Linked DNA regions of Astyanax mexicanus: region 2 is linked to region 1. The links are chromatin contacts, called in public Hi-C maps. All regions are on one chromosome and are shown on one strand. Each heading gives the region's core, a stretch centred on a gene start, on an enhancer-like site or on the middle of the called end of the contact. The rest is flanking DNA. Distances are from core to core; before and after follow the strand shown.

Region 1 (3,152 bases), core at 335-2,834:
GTTGCACTGACCCAAAACAATTTTAGTTTCTATAGAAATTGCTACAGTGGCTTGCAAAAGTTTTCATACCCCTTGAACTTTTTTTACATTTCGTTAAAGTGAGATTTAAACTGATAGACCAATACAAAGTAGTACATAATTGTGAAGTGAAATAAAAATGATACATGGTTTTCAAGTCAAGTCAAGTCAAGATCCTTTTATTGTCATTACATCTGAGTACAGATACACAGTGTAGTGAAATTACGTTCCTCCAGAACCATGGTGCAACATGGGACAACAAGCAATAGACAACATAAAGTGCAAGGTGTGATGATAAGACTAACATAAGACTAACTCTACACTAAATACAATAAATACAATAAATGCAAAAGACAAGACAATTTACAAGACAGGACAGTGCAGTACCGATACGGTATATTATTGTGCATAGTGAGGATAAGGTGCAGAGATGTGTAACATACGGTAATATATAGAACATATATAATCACAGCAGTTACTGAGGTAGACAGTTTATAGTTTTTGGGAGTAGCAGCAAATATTGCGGATAGGCATAGAGACATTTCTGTCTCTGTGTGCTGAGTGTGTGTGTGTGTGTGTGTGTGTGTGTGAAGTAGAGTCTTTGTGTGTTCCAAATATTAATCAAATAAAAATGTAAACAAAAATGTGACGTGCAAAAGAATTCAGCCCCTTTGAACTCTGAAACATCGAAATAAATCCAGTGCAATCAAGAAAGGGCACAAATCTGGTGGAGACATACCCCAAAAGTACTTGCAACAAAAGGTGACTCTAATTAGTATTGAAGTTTATACTTTTTGTATTTTTATTTAATTAAAATTTTGAAAAACATAGATCATTATCATTCCACTTTACAATTATGTGCTACTTTGTGTTCGTCTCACACTAATAAAAACTCAATAAAATACATTTAAGTTTGAAAAAGGTATGAATTCAACAGGTTTTGAATACTTTTGCAAGCCACTGTATTATTAGTTATTATTTGTATTATTATTTTGTTGTTTAACTGTTGTTTTTGCTGTATGAAATCTGAATGTACACTTGTGTAACACAGTGAAACAGGCAAAAATGAGCCTTACGTTCTCATCATAATTATGTTTAGTATCTACCATGTCTTGTTTCAGTAAAACCAAACCTCCAGTATATCTGCTATAAATGAAAACCAAAAATATGCATGTTTATATTATATAATCATTCACAAATATGCTAACTATGCATTGATACACCCAGTGCAGTTAATTTTGAATAGAATATAATTACACGTGGATTAACACAGATGCCTTTTGCCTTTTTTGTCCAGGGAGAGGAGGAGAGCTTCATCCTCAAATCCTGCACCAGGAGGAAAACAGACTCCATCGAGAAGAGGTTCTGTTTCGACGTGGAGGCCGTGGACCGGTGAGTGGCAGTTCCTGTCGTGCTCCAGCAGGTGGAGCTGCAGGCTAGAGTCTAACAGAAGACAGCTCAGTCTTGGCTGTGAGGTTTATGCAGGACTGGAAGAGGCTCAGTCTCTGTGCAGCTAATTGCTTTGGCTTGTCACATGGCTGTAAGTGGGAAGCTGCTGTGTGGGGGGTGGAGAAGAGCTGAGCGAGGGGTTCTGTGCTGCGTGATTAGCTGCTTGTGGTGGGAAAGTGGAGATTTAAGAATATAGAGGGATGTTTTAAGTCCCTTAAATGCCTAACAATATCCCTATTCTCATGCATATGCATTAGGCATGGCCAACTTAACCCTAAAATAATATAATGATATTTTGATTATCGATTACTATGATACAATATGAAAACCTGCCTTTGGATGATCCCTGAACAAGGCCCTCAAACCTCTAGTACAAAACTCACTAACTAAATGTCTGAGTTTAAATAAGACAGGCTCCTCCAAAAACCTCTAGTGATTCTAGTGGTAGAATGACTGTAGACAGATATTTTATGATAACTATGTTTCAGGGCGATACATATATATATATATATATATATATATATATTGTCTCAGATGCAATTGCAAAAAACTGTACTATTGATGATTCATTTTATGGCAGTTATAAAACGATACTACTGTATTATAAAAATAAGAAACAATGTGTAACAATGCACTCTGCTCTAATTCAATTGATTCATGATTCGATTTGTTCACAATATTTGGAACAAAATAAAGCAGTTGTGTGATTGGCTTCAGTCAAAAATGACTGATATATCCTCTGCCCGTTGCTTACGCTCACTGTTTTCTTGGCCAGCACTAGGCCTATTGTGCGCTCTCAGACTCTGGCTGCTGATGGCAAGAAAGGGGATTGGGAATGGCAACCTTTGGTTTTTAAACAAAACATTACAACTGCTCAAATTTTTCTATCATGATGCATTGTGCAACGATGCTTTGTTACAGACTTAATAAAAATACTAAATATTCTAAAATAAATAAAAACTAAAAAAAATTACAATACAAAATCTTTTTTTTAAATCTTTTTTTCTGGCCTGGTGCTTTACCCGTCTGTTTTCTTAACCATGTCCTCTGTAGCTCATGGCTCTAGAGTTTATTTAAGTTTTAAGTTTTTTTTTTCTGTCTTGTCTCTGCCGTAGCCCCACCTTGTCATTAGTCGTTCATTTGTTGCCCAGCACTCTCGTTATCTTCCCCAGGTGTTCCTTGTCTGTCTTGATGTCTTGGTATGTATAGCCCCTTTGTTTCCGTCTTCCTTTGTTTGTGGCAGTTTATTCTAGTCATTTTGTGTTTTTGACTTATGTTAAGCTTGGCCAATTGTGCATTCTCAGACTTCGGCTGCTGATGGCAAGCAAGAGGATCGGGATGTGAACCGACGATACTTAGATCATAGTGGCAGCGCTTTAGTCTGCTGTACCACTCAGAGCCTAACTCAAGCCAATTTGTATTCAAAGGAATATAAGTGTCTTAGTCCAGCGGCCATCAGCAGCCGGAGCCTGAGAGAGCACAATTGGCCAAGCCTGAACTGTGATTTAAAACTGAAACATAGCTCAGAAACTACATGACGAACCAATTCATATTTCTGGAACTGCAATTTTACAAGATAAGGGAAAAAAATCATTTAACTTAATGGAAGTCACTGTAAAAACATTTAATTCCAAGCATTTTTTTTGGTCCATTTAGCATAAAATATGGATAGAATAAATGCATTC
Region 2 (3,185 bases), core at 606-3,105, 270 kb after region 1:
CTGCAGATTAATATTGAAGACATCAAAACCGCAAAGGAACAAAGAAAATGTTTGGTTCACAAAGTGAAGGTAAAACCATTCCAGGTGAATACCTTTTTATGAAGAAAACATGAAAACAGGGTGAGTGAAAAGTTGCAACACAGCCTTTTATATCAAAAACAAAATATGGCAGCTATAAAGATAGTGGCCATGTTCCAGACATGGCATAAAGCTACTCTAGGTAAGATTGAGATTTTGTGCTCGTGGGCTCCCCCTACAGTTGCAGAGTGTAATAAATGTTTCAGACGGATTAGTTTCTCTCTCATTTTCTGGCTTTCACAGACATATTCTGGCTCCCTGCTCTGCTCCCTGCTCTGCTCTCTACTCTGCTCTCTACTCTGCTCTCTACTCTGCTCTCTACTCTGCTCTCTACTCTGCTCTCTACTCTGCTCTCTACTACTCTGGTCTGCTGCTGTGCTGGTCTGCTGCTCTGCTGCTGAAAGCTTGCTTTAATCTTCAGCTTCTACACTTTTCTCTGTTTTCTTCTCTTTTACTCTCTTCACACTTACTAATCCACTTTTAGTCTGCTTCCTCTTTGCTCTACACACCTATTAATCCACTCTCAGTCTACTTTTATAGTTAGTTTGTAAAGAATGAACCAGTAGTCTTTGTAGAACTGTTAGAACTAAAGGTCGGAAAGCAGGTTGCAGTTCTAGCGAGCTTTGGTCACGGCCGCCTCGGAAAACAGAGTCTGGTTTGAGCACAGAGGAGCTCCGGCACAGAGACGAGAGCACCGCAATTCCTCCTATTACACCTCAATGCAGCGCTGCAGTGAGTTTCAAGCTGTAATTTTACTTCTTTAAAAAGATCAAAAATCAAGGAAATTCTACCTAGTGCTGCTTTAAAAGACAGTCCCTGTCATCCATTACTAGCTGGGGTATTGAGGATGTGTCATTTTCTCTTTATTTTTGTTGCCCTTTCGATTCTGAAATACTACATACTTTAGTACATAATTGTATAAATTCATATTAATGAATAATGTAAAAACATATTTTATACGGACTATAAGGTGCATCATTAATAAAGGTTGATTTTCATACATAAAACGCACTGGATTATAAGGCACATTAAACCGTACAGCTCCTGTTCCTAGTTTCTCCATTGCTTCAAAACGATATAAACTGCTAAACATGGGATTTAAATGCCATTTAAATGCCCAGAAGACATATAAATGTTCTGATATTTAGTGAGAAAATATGTATTCTGTTTGGACACTTTTGGTGTGGGCCCATTACCCCTTCCTCCCCACTGCATTTCTGTCCCCAGCACTTTGTGTAGTGCTGTACAGTCACAAATTAAAGGCTGGTCTTCAATAAAATTTTCAAATATGTGCAAATATTCACATGAACATCCCCCAACATCCTAACTTCACTAGCCTTTGTGGTGCTGAATGCAATCAAATCCCCACAACAATGGTCTAACATCTTGTTTCAAAAAAGTATTCCCTGAACGGCAGACAGTGGGTCTATGGGTCTATTTGTTACATCCTTTATTATCTCTGAACAAATATGACCATTATTCTATGATAATTTAAATATGTGATGATATTCAACAAATTTCAAACAAAAAGCTTATTTTATTTCCCAGTTAATTAAAAGTAGACCTGCTCTAAAATGGCTTTAATCAGTCACCACACTGTAATATATAATACACATTCTCTCTTTGACAATTTTACAAGATTTTCACTGAAGAAAAAAAAAAAAACACTGAAAAACAGACAAAGTTACTCACTGTAAGGAAAACAGGACACCGAAGCTGGAGAGGAGGATCATGGGTAACAGGCAGTAGCCCAGGACACTGGCCACACAGCCGAAAGACACACCAGTCATGCTCATGAGATTGAGGAGGCAGTACATGCCCAGGCAACCGATGGCACTAATTCCGTACACATAACCAAACTGGATCTTCCCTGTCTGCAACATAAACACACACAGCATGATTAGTCACCAACAGAAAATATTTTCATACAGGTCAAAATATTAAAAGGACAACCTTTCTACCCTTATATAATCTTTCCATTAGAGGGAAAAACATGAAATTCTAGGGAAAAATAAATAAGGACAATATAAAAAATTTAAAAAAGGGGGAAAAGGTGTTAAAAAGACAAAGCAACATGCCAGAGATAGTTCTTGCATTTGAAGAATTACTTTTGGTAAAGAACCTTCATATATTAGAAAGGTTCTCAAAAGAATCCATAAACTTATAATCTTTACATTATGTAAACTTTCTTAAATTGTGTAAAAATGTTATTTACCCTCCCAAAACTCTTCCAAACATAATTCTTTATAGAGAAGAAAAAGCACCTTCTGTGGCACCTTTATTTTATATAAAAAAGCACAGTGTAGGCCAAATCTGTGCAGCCTGAATAATAACTTGCAGATAATATGCAGAACAATAGAGAGGTGACAGAAGACACAACTCTATTTAAAGCTAACTTAGTTCACTAAGACCAGCAAATTGTAAACCCCTCAAAAGCAATTCTAAAAAAAAAAATGAAACACTGAATCATTGTCTGGCAGAAAAATGAGCATAAAAACAATAAATAAACAATTCTTTAGTTCTTGACACATCTCTTTAATTAGAAAGAAGACTCCAGATTTGATTTAACAGTAGCACTTACGAGCAGTAGCGTGGCCCCAAAGGCCAGACAGAAAACCATCGGTCCAGTCAGATCTGTTTCGTTCATTATGCTGCCATCTGCTGCCTTTAAGGGGTGTAGCACCGTTAGGGTCTTCTGCCAGATGTGGTCAAAGTTGATTCCCAGCTCTGTCAGGGAAAAGGGGAAATGACTTAATGTCTACTTAGTGTGTCAGAGGTCAATCAGAACTGGGTCAAACTAGAAACAAATTCATAGTGATAAACATTTTTAAACAAGACAAAGCCATTCTAAAAAAACTCATTTTCTGAAGAAAATAATAATTATTTTAAACTATTCTTCTAACCTTCTGTTTAATAATAAACCTGGCAAAATTTAACACAGGCATAGCATGGTACCTCAGCAGATCTCATGGACAAGAACAGTGCAAAACAGAACTCTCATGTTAACTAAGTCCAGAAGCAGAGTCAACTTCTCTTGGCTTGGAGGAATTTGGAAAAAAACATTACAGAGTGGCAAAACAAATCTTTATTAGAGACATTTTTTGGAA

What was found. A called contact is a pair of places that touch in the nucleus more often than the background predicts.
Region 2: a contact with region 1 is called in a Hi-C map of muscle, with 18 times the contacts expected there. The contact joins two enhancer-like sites. A contact is called at or near these places in 2 of 3 Hi-C or Micro-C datasets (both in muscle).

Annotation. Positions count from the first base shown.
Region 1 is chr17:20,807,192-20,810,343 of AstMex3_surface, forward strand. LOC103037817 (rho GTPase-activating protein 26) reads left to right here. Exons shown (of 24, transcript XM_049466306.1): 10 at 1,316-1,410. Among protein-coding and RNA genes, the nearest start is that of LOC103037817, 100 kb to the left of the region's middle. Within about 2 kb of position 1,585, the one cell type or tissue checked has an H3K27ac peak away from gene starts, as active enhancers do.
Region 2 is chr17:21,071,961-21,075,145 of AstMex3_surface, forward strand. It overlaps yipf5 (Yip1 domain family, member 5), which reads right to left. Exons shown (of 6, transcript XM_007247014.4): 4 at 2,660-2,805; 5 at 1,771-1,952. Among protein-coding and RNA genes, the nearest start is that of yipf5, 10 kb to the right of the region's middle. Within about 2 kb of position 1,856, the one cell type or tissue checked has an H3K27ac peak away from gene starts, as active enhancers do.